Linked DNA regions of Sus scrofa: regions 1 and 3 are each linked to region 2. The links are chromatin contacts, called in public HiChIP or PLAC-seq maps. All regions are on one chromosome and are shown on one strand. Each heading gives the region's core, a stretch centred on a gene start, on an enhancer-like site or on the middle of the called end of the contact. The rest is flanking DNA. Distances are from core to core; before and after follow the strand shown.

Region 1 (3,543 bases), core at 685-3,184, 130 kb after region 2:
TGGATACTAGGCCGGTTTGTTACTGTGGAGCCACAACAGGAACTCCAGCAAGTGTGTTTTCTTAAAGCACTCTTTCCCAAAGTGTGTTCCTTGGCATCCCAGCTCTATAAGATAAGATCCTATTGGTCATAGCAGCAGTAAGGAGAGAGCTCCAGGGTCAAATAAATTTGAGAAGTCTCACGACATGATCCCATTTCAGAGATTCCTAGCACTCATGGGGGTAGTAAATGCTCTGAGAAGAGCCACAGTAAAGAGACCTAACTTGGTTTAAACAGCCCTTTTCAACCTTCCTCCATCATAGGATCTTTTTGGCTTAGAATATCTACCAACATACCCTTTGGGAACGGTTGTTCCGAAAGATGCCTGTTCGAAGCAAAGTTTCATAAAATGTCATAATGGAGTTAGCGCCCGAGCACAGCTCAAGTGACACTTGCTCCCCAACCCTCCCTTGATTTTCTTTTCATTGTCAGGCCTACGGTCCCCAATCTGGCCTCATGCTGGCACTTATGAGCCCCCCTCCAGCACATACCAGTTCTTCCAAAGTCACTGCTGCCCCTGGGCAAATACAGAAAGGCTGTGGAAGTCTCCCCAGCCTGCCTCGTTTGACTTCCTAGTCGGCCCTGTGAATAATTCTGGAGCAAAGCTTTGGAATACAGTAGATTATGTGGACTTTGATGACAGGTCCTCTCAAAAGATTGAGTGCAATTGTTCCAAGAGTCATCAGGAAGTTTCTAAAACGTATTGACCCACAGAGGGTTTTGGTCGGCCTCACCCCAGCATCACACTCCTTCTACCATACCAGTGTCAATAAGGCAGACCTTTCTCTGACAAGGACTGCGTTTTTTTGTTTTTTTTTTTTTTTTCCTGGCCATGGACATTCTCAGGCCAGGGATCAAGCCCGTGCCACAGAAGTGATAAGACCGAATCCTTAACCACTAGGCCGCCAGGGAACTCCACGAGCAGGACCGCTTCTATTTCTTTTTTCTTTCTTTTTCTTTCTTTTCATTTGTTTGCTTTTTATGGAGGCACATAGAAGTTCCCAGGCGAGGGATGGAATCGGAGCTGCATCTTCAGGCCTGACCACAGCATAGCAACATGGGATCTGAGCCACATCTGCAACCTACAGTGCAGCTTGCGGCAATGCCAGATCCTTAACCCACTGAGCGAGGGCAGGGATCAAAACTGCATCCTCATGGACACTATGTCGGGTTCTTAACCCACTGAGCCACGATGGGAACTTTTTTTTTTTTTTTTTTTTTTTTAGGAGGACTACTTTTAATCCCTTCAGAGTCTTGGAATCTGGAACCAGGAGGCACTGAACATGACAGTCACCAAAAGAAGGGGCGGAGGAATGAAATTTGTGTCCAGTTCGGAAAGGAACTAGGCAAGATGCGGGGAGGTCCTGACAGAGCTCCTCCAACCACTTAAGGGCCCTGCCCAAGGATGCAGGCACTTGTGTGTTTATCCATGTAAATACAAACCCTCATATCCATCACAGCCAGGAGAGGAAGCCTGAACAGCTCTGCATCTGACTTCTCTGGGGTTGGGTCTGAGTTTTTTAAAGACCTGAAAGGTCTGATGAGATCCTGTCCTGTGCAGATCTTCCCTGGGGCCCCTTCTCCTCCAGACGGCCGGGCTGCGTCATCTGGAAAGTTACTGCCCGTAAAGCCCAGCAGGGAAATTGATGGTGTGCTCTGATTCAGTGCCTTCTTTGGCACCAGGCAGGAATGGGCTGTGCCACCATTTGGCAAAGACATTCTCAGGGAGAAAACTCGAGGTGTTGCAGGAAGTATTGTTTGTGACTCAGGCGGTAACAATCACAACATCTAACGTGTTTACGATGCTCCGCAGTTTCAAAGAGAATTTCACTCCCTGCAACGTTAACTTGCCCAGCGCCTCCGGGGCGTCTCTGCTCTATGAGGCAATTGGGACACTGAGGGTGACGTGCTTGAGGTCACATCAAGAACCCACAGCTGAGTCGGGATTAGGTTTAAGTCTTGTCTCCAGCACCAGGCCATCGTGAGACGGCACATCTTTTGCCCGGTTGCTCTGGAGTCTCTTTGCTTGCAGGGTTTGGGGCAGAAGAAAGAGGCAGAGGCTTGGCTGTTCTGTGAACTCACTGGGGGCATGTGCAGCCTCAACGTCTTTGCTAAAGAAGAGTTAACTCCAGAGTTAGTTTGCTCCCTGGGTCCTCAATTCTGCCAAGCTTGAATTCCAATAAGTGGCTGCATTCAGTGTGTCTTAAATGGTCTCTTTGTGTTGTGTGGTTTTTTGTTTTTTTTTTTTTAAATCAATTCCAATGTCAGGTATCATAATACATTTTTTGCAAGAGATTATTATAACTTTTAAAGGGACAGACGGCATAGGTGTCTTGTTGATGCTGGAGTGTGGGTTTGCTTTCTTTTTCACTTTCCTACCTCAGCTACTCTCACTACCTGCTTTGACCCTTTCTCCTTGTCATATCTATTTTTCTTGCCAACTGAGAAATGTTCAAATAAAGAGTATCCTTGCCCAGTTCCCGTCATGGCTCAGCTGAAACGAATCTGACTAGAATCCATGAGGACACAGGTGCAAGCCCTGGCCTCGCTCAGTGGGTTAAGGATCCAGTGTTGCCATGAGCTGTGGTGTGAACTGTAGTGTAGGTTGCAGACAAGGCTCGGATCTGGCATTGCTGTGGCTGGGGTGTAGGCTGGTGGCTACGGCTCTAATTTGACCCCTAGCCTGGGAAGTTCCATGTGCCACGGGTGTGGCCTTAAAAAGATCAATCAATCAATCAATCAGACTATCCTTGCCCAGATCTGGTCAGAGACATCAGCACTTTGTTTAGCTATTTGGTGGTTTGAGCCTTCCACAAAGATAAAGTCCCCCATCTTACGAAGAAGAGAAATGAAGAAGAGAGGAATGTCACCAAATTCCCAGCCTGCCGCCTGCATTCTTTCTGGTCGCATCCGATTTCTGAATAATATGAATAACCCACATAGACTAAGCCTTGTAAAAAATCCTATTAGGGCAAGATGTATAATAATAACTTTTTGCTGGTTTGCCTGAAACACTCAGGAAGATATTTGCTGGTCTGCTCCCTAAAGACAAAATTGGATTTTGAATGTTCTTCTAGCTTCGCTCCCCACTCTGGTAATGTGTAGCAGTGGAAAAAAATTACTGAAAGGCATGGGCTCCAGTTTCCCTGCATGAACGCTAAGGAGGTGGTTACTCTCCTAAATAGAACCACAGGCCTTTGGAGAGAAGGGGCCGGAGGGCCAATACCTGCTTGTGCAACGAAGGAAGGAAAGCATCCCGCAGATAATGCCCTCGCTCCGAGAAGGGGTTCTCACCATAGAGGGAAAGGTGCCCGTCCCTTTCTTAGACAAGGACACACTGTCGAACACAGGGGACTGGTGAATGACGTCGTAGAACCCAGGGCCAGGGATGTCGTCCTGAAAGGGAAGAGAACGCAGTGTCATCAGGATACTTTCAATTCCACGGGGCTTTTCTGCCAGCTTTACATCCATTGACACTAAGCCTTGGTGTAACCCTCCGGGACAG
Region 2 (3,173 bases), core at 598-3,097:
CCACAGCTCACGGCAACACTGGATCCTAAACCCACTGAGCGAAGCCAGAGATCGAACCTGGCTTGGATTCTAGTCAGATACATTTCTGCTGAGCCTGACGGGAACTCTGTAATATTCCATTTTATATGTGTACCACATCTTCTTTATCCATTCCTCTGTCAATAAACATTTGGTTTTATTCCATGTCTTGGCTATTGTAAATAGCACTGCAATGGACATTGGAGGGCATGTATCTTTTCAAATCATGGTTTTCTCTGGATATATACCGAGCAGTGGGATTGCTGGATCGTATGGTAGTTCTATTAATGGTTACCAAAGGGGAAAGGGGGGGTAGATGAAGAGTCTGGGATTATCATATACACACTAGCACAGAAAAAATAATCAACAAGGATCCACCAAATAGCACAGGGAATTCTACTCAATATTCTGTAATAACCTATATGGAAAAAGAATCTGAAAAAGAATGGATACATGTATATGTATAACTGAATCACTTTGCTGTGCACCTGAAGCTAGCACAACATTTTAAATCACGTATACTCCAATATAAAATAAAAATTAAGTTGAAAAAAATTTAAATTAAATCAATCAAACACTTAATGAGAAGATTGGCACTGTTTTATTTATTTATTTAATTAATTAATTTATTTATTTTTGGTCTTTTTGCCTTTTCTAGGGCCACTCCCTCGGCATATGGAGGTTCCCAGGCTAGGGGTCGAATTGGAGCTGTAGCCGCTGGCCTACACCACAGCCACAGCAACGTGGGATCCGAGCCACGTCTGTGATCTACACCACAGCTCACGGCAACACCGGATCCTTAACCCACTGAGCAAGGCCAGGGATTGAACCCGCAACCTCATGGTTCCTAGTCGGATTTGTTAACCACTGAGCCACGACAGGAACTCCTTATTTTTATTTATTTATTTTTTTGGTGGGGGGGCCCACTGTTAGATTTCTGCAAACCTCTTCCATGTCTGGTTTAATAGAAAATCGCTGGATTCTTATATCCACAACTGCCTTCAATCTGTGGTAATATCACCTGTCATGCAGCTTCTGGGAAACTCCAGAGAATGAGTTTTGTCAGAGAATGAGAGTGAAAAAGACAAACAATGCCTCAAGACCACTGCGAAAATAGTTTAGACCTTGTGGACCCCTTCGAAGTGGGGAGTCCACCAATGCCTTTTGAGAATTGCTGCCTTGCAAGATTCTCCCAGGCTATTTCCAGAAACAACCCCTAGGATGTGGGTGTGAACACATCTGGCCCATTGTCCCAGCAGGAGGGCAGTGGGGGAAGGGATTGATGAAAAGCCAAATGTGACTGGCCGCCCCCAGCCCAGCCATCAGCTGCTAGACAGTGGTGGTAATTTCTAATGACAGATCTCAGGTTTCACCCTGGTGAGAAAACAACAGGCCAGACAAGTGGGGATAAAAGAAAAGAGGAGAAAGGGTGGGGGAGGTGGTCTTCTCTGGCTGTTCCGAGGGGCAGGAGGGGTGCTCTGGGCGGCTTTGGGGTCGCCTCTGGGTGTGGGTGTGTGCCAAGGGCCCACGCCTCAGCCTGGCCGGGAGCCTGGCCCTGGGAGCAGCCATCAGGGTGGCCCGCCTTGCCTCTGAGTCACCCACCTGAGTTTCACAGGATGTGTGAGAGGCACATCTCTGGCAAGGAGAGAGGGAGCCCCAGGCTTTGAGGCCCAGGAGGGGTGCGCCAGGCTGAGGCGAGCCTCACCCCTCACCTCAGAAGCAGCCACGAATCCAGGTCAGGAAGCCTGGCTCCCGGGTTCCCCTCTAGGCCGCGCCCTTCCTTGTCCCCACGCCCCTGAGGGGGTGGAGGGTTTCAGCTGCCAGTCTCGGGGGCGGGTGGGGTGCTCAGGAAACAGAAGCACGGGGGCATTTGGGCAATGGTGTCTGTGTGCAGTAAGCTCTGAGCTAATTCCTTCCAGAGCCTGTGCTTTTAACCCTCCCAATAACCTGCGCTGTGGGAAGTATTTTTATTCCTCGTTTATCCATAAGGATAGCCAAGCCCAAGGAAGAAATCGCGTGTCCACCTTCTGAGACTGAACTGTCACTGGATTCGGTTTGTCTGGGTCCATGGCCCAGACTCGTAACCTCTCCCCTATAAATTGTTGTGCTGAGTCAGGCATCTACGAAGCAGCAGATTACCGAGGGCGGGCTCTGAGCCCCAGACACTGACAATCAAACACCCCTCCTGCCCTCCCAGCTCCCGGTCTGCTGGGTGAGGAGGTGCGGGGCGGGTGGAGAGTTGAGCAGGCAAACATGGGGTGGCAACTGCTTGTGCCAAGTGTTGTGATGGGGCGACCAGGGGGTGAGGGAGCTGGAGGAGGCCCCAACTCAGACTGGGGAAAGGGTGTGTAAGGATGGCTTCCTGGAGGAGGTGGTATGTGAGCCAGAGACAAGTTGGGGACCCCCAAGCAAGGAGGAGGAGATGCATCCCATGGAGGAATAGCATCTTTGGGGCACACAGCCAGTGACCCTGCTTCCCCTTTATCCTGAAACACTGCTTCCTGGCCCAGGAGGGGCTTCAGGATGTCTACCACAAGCCCTGTTCCCCGTTGCCACATTTACATTCTATCTCTGGGGTGAGAATCAGATGGAGTGCTAGCTGGGAGAGTAATAGCAGTCGCTTCCTCTTTATCCAAGTTGGGGCCAGTGAGGTGATGAGGTAATGGATGGGGTCTCGGGGTGGCTTCCAGAACCCAGGGGGTGGGAGGTCAAGCCACTCTTATTTTATTTATTTATTTATTTATTTTGTCTTTTTGCCTTTTTCTAGGGCTGCTCCCGCGGCATGTGGAGGTTCCCAGGCTAGGGGTCGAATTGGAGCTGTAGCCACCGGTCTACGCCACAGCCATGGCAACGCGGGATCTGAGCTGCATCTGCAAGCTACACCACAGCTCACAGCAACGCCAGATCCTTAACCCACTGAGCAAGGCCAGGGATCGAACTCGCAACCTCATGGTTCCTCGTTGGATTCGTTAACCACTGCGCCATGACGGGAACTCCAAGCCACTTTTAGAAATAGATTTTTGTGGAGTTCCTATTGTAGCACAGTGGGTTAAGAACGAAGCTAGTATCCACGGGGTTGTGAGCTTGATCCCTGGCCCCACTCAGTGGGTTAAGGATCGAGCCTTGCCGTGAGCTGTGGTGTATATAGGTTGCAG
Region 3 (3,095 bases), core at 53-2,552, 170 kb after region 2:
CTAGTTGGGTTCATAAGCCACGAAGCCACAACGGTAACTCCAAAGTAGAGAAATATTTTCAAAGGAATTCATTTCTACTTAGAAGATTTGATTTTTTTAAAAAATCACCTGCTCCATTACAACATACAGTTGTTCATATTTCAGTGTATTTCCTTCCTAGTCTTTTCCGGTTTTACAAATTTGGGATCAGATTGTACAGAAAGTTTGGTGTCTTGGTTGTTTTACTTAACCTCATTTGTGTACTAGTTCCCCGTGTCATTGAGTAGTGATTGCAAGCGTGCTTTCTGCTTGGTTGCCCAGTAATCCCTTGAGCTGCTGTATCAAAATTTGTTGGACCTTCCTCCCATCGTTGAATGTTTAGGTTGTTTGTAATCTGGGGTGACTGTATAGAGGGCTGCAGTGAACAGCCCAGAATGCGTGCCCCTTTGCTGTCTCTAAGAATTGGGTAGCCCCTTCCCATTGTGGTGCAGCAGAAACAAATCTGACTGGTAACCATGAGGTTGCAAGTTTGATCCCTGGCCTTGCTCAGTGGGTTAAGGATCCGGCATTGCTGTGAGCTGTGGAGTAGGTCACAGACATGCTCATATCTGATGTTGCTGTGACTGTGGTGTAGGCCGGCAGCTGTAGCTCCAATTTGACCCCTAGCCTGGAATCTCTGTATGCCACAGATGCAGCCCTAAAAAGCAAAAAAAAAAAAAAAAAAAAAAAAAAAAAAACCCACAAAGAATTGGTAGCCCTGTGAGAGGCGGTCTTTCCCCAACCAGTGAGGTCACAGATGCCAGAGCATCAGGAAAATGGAACATATAGTTGGTATAATTGGCCCCGTGGTGAATGGTGCCAAATAGCCAAACACAGAATCTAAGAAAATACAGAACGCTCTCCCTTATGATGTTTCTAATAAGTTTCTGTGTTAATCACAGATTTCATTCAGTTACTTATTACAGAAAGATTTTTGTCCCAAAGCAAAGATAAATGAGTTAGACTGACTGTACCAAGAACTTAAGAATTGAGGTGGCAGACAGGCAGCTGAACAAAGGGTGATAAGCTGACAAAGGGAAGAAGACCAGGCCTCAAATCCCTACTCTGCTGCTACCTAGCTAAGTGACCTTGGACCTAGGGCTTGGCTAACCCTCAGAGCTTCTGTTATGGGTCGGATGGTGGTAGTAAGACCTCCTTCCATCCCTTATCCCTCCAGGGATGCGGAGATCTGTAAAAAAGTGCCTAGCCCAGAGCTAGGATGCAGGAGGGGCTTGACTCACTGCTTGACTCAGAAATGTCCCATAGTTACAAACAGGAACAAATGAAGTTACCCAGAGCAGAAAGAAGCCTCGGGGTAGGGGAAGGGGGTTCTATGGGGAAGCTCTCTCCTTCCTCCTTGACTATGTTGTGGCTATTCTGGTTGCACGGAATAAAAATCCATTTCAGGGAAGCTGAAGCAGAAGGGAAAATTATCATAAGGCCACAGGACCCCAGGGGCGGGATGGGCAGTGGTGCCTGAAAGGTGCTAGAACTCTTACCCTCACCTGAAAAAGAAGGAGCAGATGATTGGCCCAGCTTGGGTCAGGTGTTGGCATTGGTCCAATCACTGGTGGCTGGGTTGGGGTCCCCCCCCACCAACCTCTGCAAAACAGCATGGTTTCTCATCCTCCACACTATGGGCTTGTGGCTGGGCAGGCTGCCCCAAAGTCATCTCTTACCTTTGGGGAAAACCTTAAGAGGCTCCAAGACCAGCTTGGTCAGGGTGCATTTGTTAAGAAATAAGCAGTTTGCTGTGAGTTGCAGCCCTGCCTTCTGCCCTACCCAGCAGGGAAGGGATTCTGATGTTACAACTTGGGCATCAGAATGTACAAAAACTTTGTATCTTGGTTGTTGGGGGAGGGTGGTCTGTGAAAGAGAGACAACAGGTTGAACTGCCCGGGAGGCAGCATCCCCACGGATCCCTGACACTGAAGGCTTTGCCTCAGCCTGCAAGCGTCAGGCCTCAGTTCTTCTATTTAGCAAATAGGCATGTCACCTGAGCACCTGCTGTGTCACCTGCCTGTGATGGGTGGGGCAGGAACTGTATGATAATTGAGATATCACCTCCCCGAAGAAATCTGGGAGGGAGGTGAGGAAGCCATTTCCACAAGTGACTATCTTCAGGACAGAATTTGGCTCCAAAAGAGAGATACAGCTGTTAAGAGCACAGCCTTTGGAATCAGAGAGACCTGGCTTCTGCTGCCAGCTCTGTCACTGCGGCGTGATAACTTGGTTTCCCTAATGCACTTCCTCTGCAGGTCAGTATTAAGTCCACCCCATGGGGTGGTCATGAGGATACCTGAATTTACAGATAAGGAAACCGAAGCTGCCAGCACCATCCCCTGTCTTGGGCCTGTGGAAATCCTACCCACCCTTCTAGCTCCAGCTCAGATATCCCCTTTTCCATGAAGCCTTTGTCAGTCTTCCTGGCAGGAAAATATAGGTCCTTTATCCACACTTTTATAGCCAATTCGCAGTTGCTGTGATCATCACCATCATCATCATAGCAGCTAACAGTAGCTGTGTTTATTGCGACAGGGACTGTGTTAATCCTCGCAAAAGCCCCATAAGGTTGGTATTATGCTATCCCCATTTTACAAATGAGGAAACGCACAGAGAGGTTAATTAACTTGCCCAAGGTCACACCGTCAATGGGTAGTAAAACTGGAAGTTGAATCTAGTCTGTGCACTGCCAAAGGCCTTGGTTTTATCCACCCCTCCCTGCTGCCTACCTTGTGCCACCCTGCAGGGCCCCTTCTCTCCCCACACTGGTTAGTAAGTGTTGAAATGGCAGTCATGCAGAAGGTTATGCCTCACCTGATGAGGAAGGTAAACATCAGGGAAGCCAAGCCAGGTTACAGGTGTAGCTGAGCCTGTTAGCCAGCCTGTGGCATCCCTTGCATTTGAATATGCGTAACCCTCAAAGCAAGCCAGAATGCAGTTTATACTTACCTCTTAGTCGTTTTAAGCCCAAGGGACTGTGGAAAGTCAGTTTTAGTAGCAAGCGATGCCAGTTGTGTCACCATAGAATTTAAATAGGGGGCAGTTGTTGGTAGATGTAAAGCAGACAGTGGAGC

The links. HiChIP or PLAC-seq counts read pairs in DNA pulled down with a chosen protein or histone mark.
Region 1: an H3K27ac HiChIP or PLAC-seq map of alveolar macrophages shows a contact between it and region 2. The contact joins two enhancer-like sites. A contact is called at or near these places in 1 of 47 Hi-C or Micro-C datasets (liver) and 1 of 2 datasets of contacts at active chromatin or transcription factors (alveolar macrophages).
Region 3: a contact with region 2 is called in an H3K27ac HiChIP or PLAC-seq map of alveolar macrophages. The contact joins two enhancer-like sites. A contact is called at or near these places in 1 of 5 promoter capture datasets (fetal skeletal muscle) and 1 of 2 datasets of contacts at active chromatin or transcription factors (alveolar macrophages).

The regions. Positions count from the first base shown.
Region 1 is chr6:82,077,752-82,081,294 of Sscrofa11.1, forward strand. STPG1 (O(6)-methylguanine-induced apoptosis 2) reads right to left here. Exons shown (of 8, transcript XM_021095547.1): 3 at 3,333-3,434. Among named protein-coding and RNA genes, the nearest start is that of STPG1, 32 kb to the right of the region's middle. Within about 2 kb of position 1,935, at least 3 of the 83 cell types and tissues checked have an H3K27ac peak or open chromatin away from gene starts, as enhancers often do. A contact at or near this core is called in alveolar macrophages, where this site is marked.
Region 2 is chr6:81,948,479-81,951,651 of Sscrofa11.1, forward strand. No RefSeq gene overlaps it. Among named protein-coding and RNA genes, the nearest start is that of IFNLR1, 36 kb to the left of the region's middle. Within about 2 kb of position 1,848, at least 9 of the 83 cell types and tissues checked have an H3K27ac peak or open chromatin away from gene starts, as enhancers often do. A contact at or near this core is called in alveolar macrophages, where this site is marked.
Region 3 is chr6:82,116,394-82,119,488 of Sscrofa11.1, forward strand. The region is part of intron 2 of NIPAL3 (NIPA-like protein 3); the gene reads left to right. Among named protein-coding and RNA genes, the nearest start is that of NIPAL3, 6.4 kb to the left of the region's middle. Within about 2 kb of position 1,303, at least 3 of the 83 cell types and tissues checked have an H3K27ac peak or open chromatin away from gene starts, as enhancers often do. A contact at or near this core is called in alveolar macrophages, where this site is marked.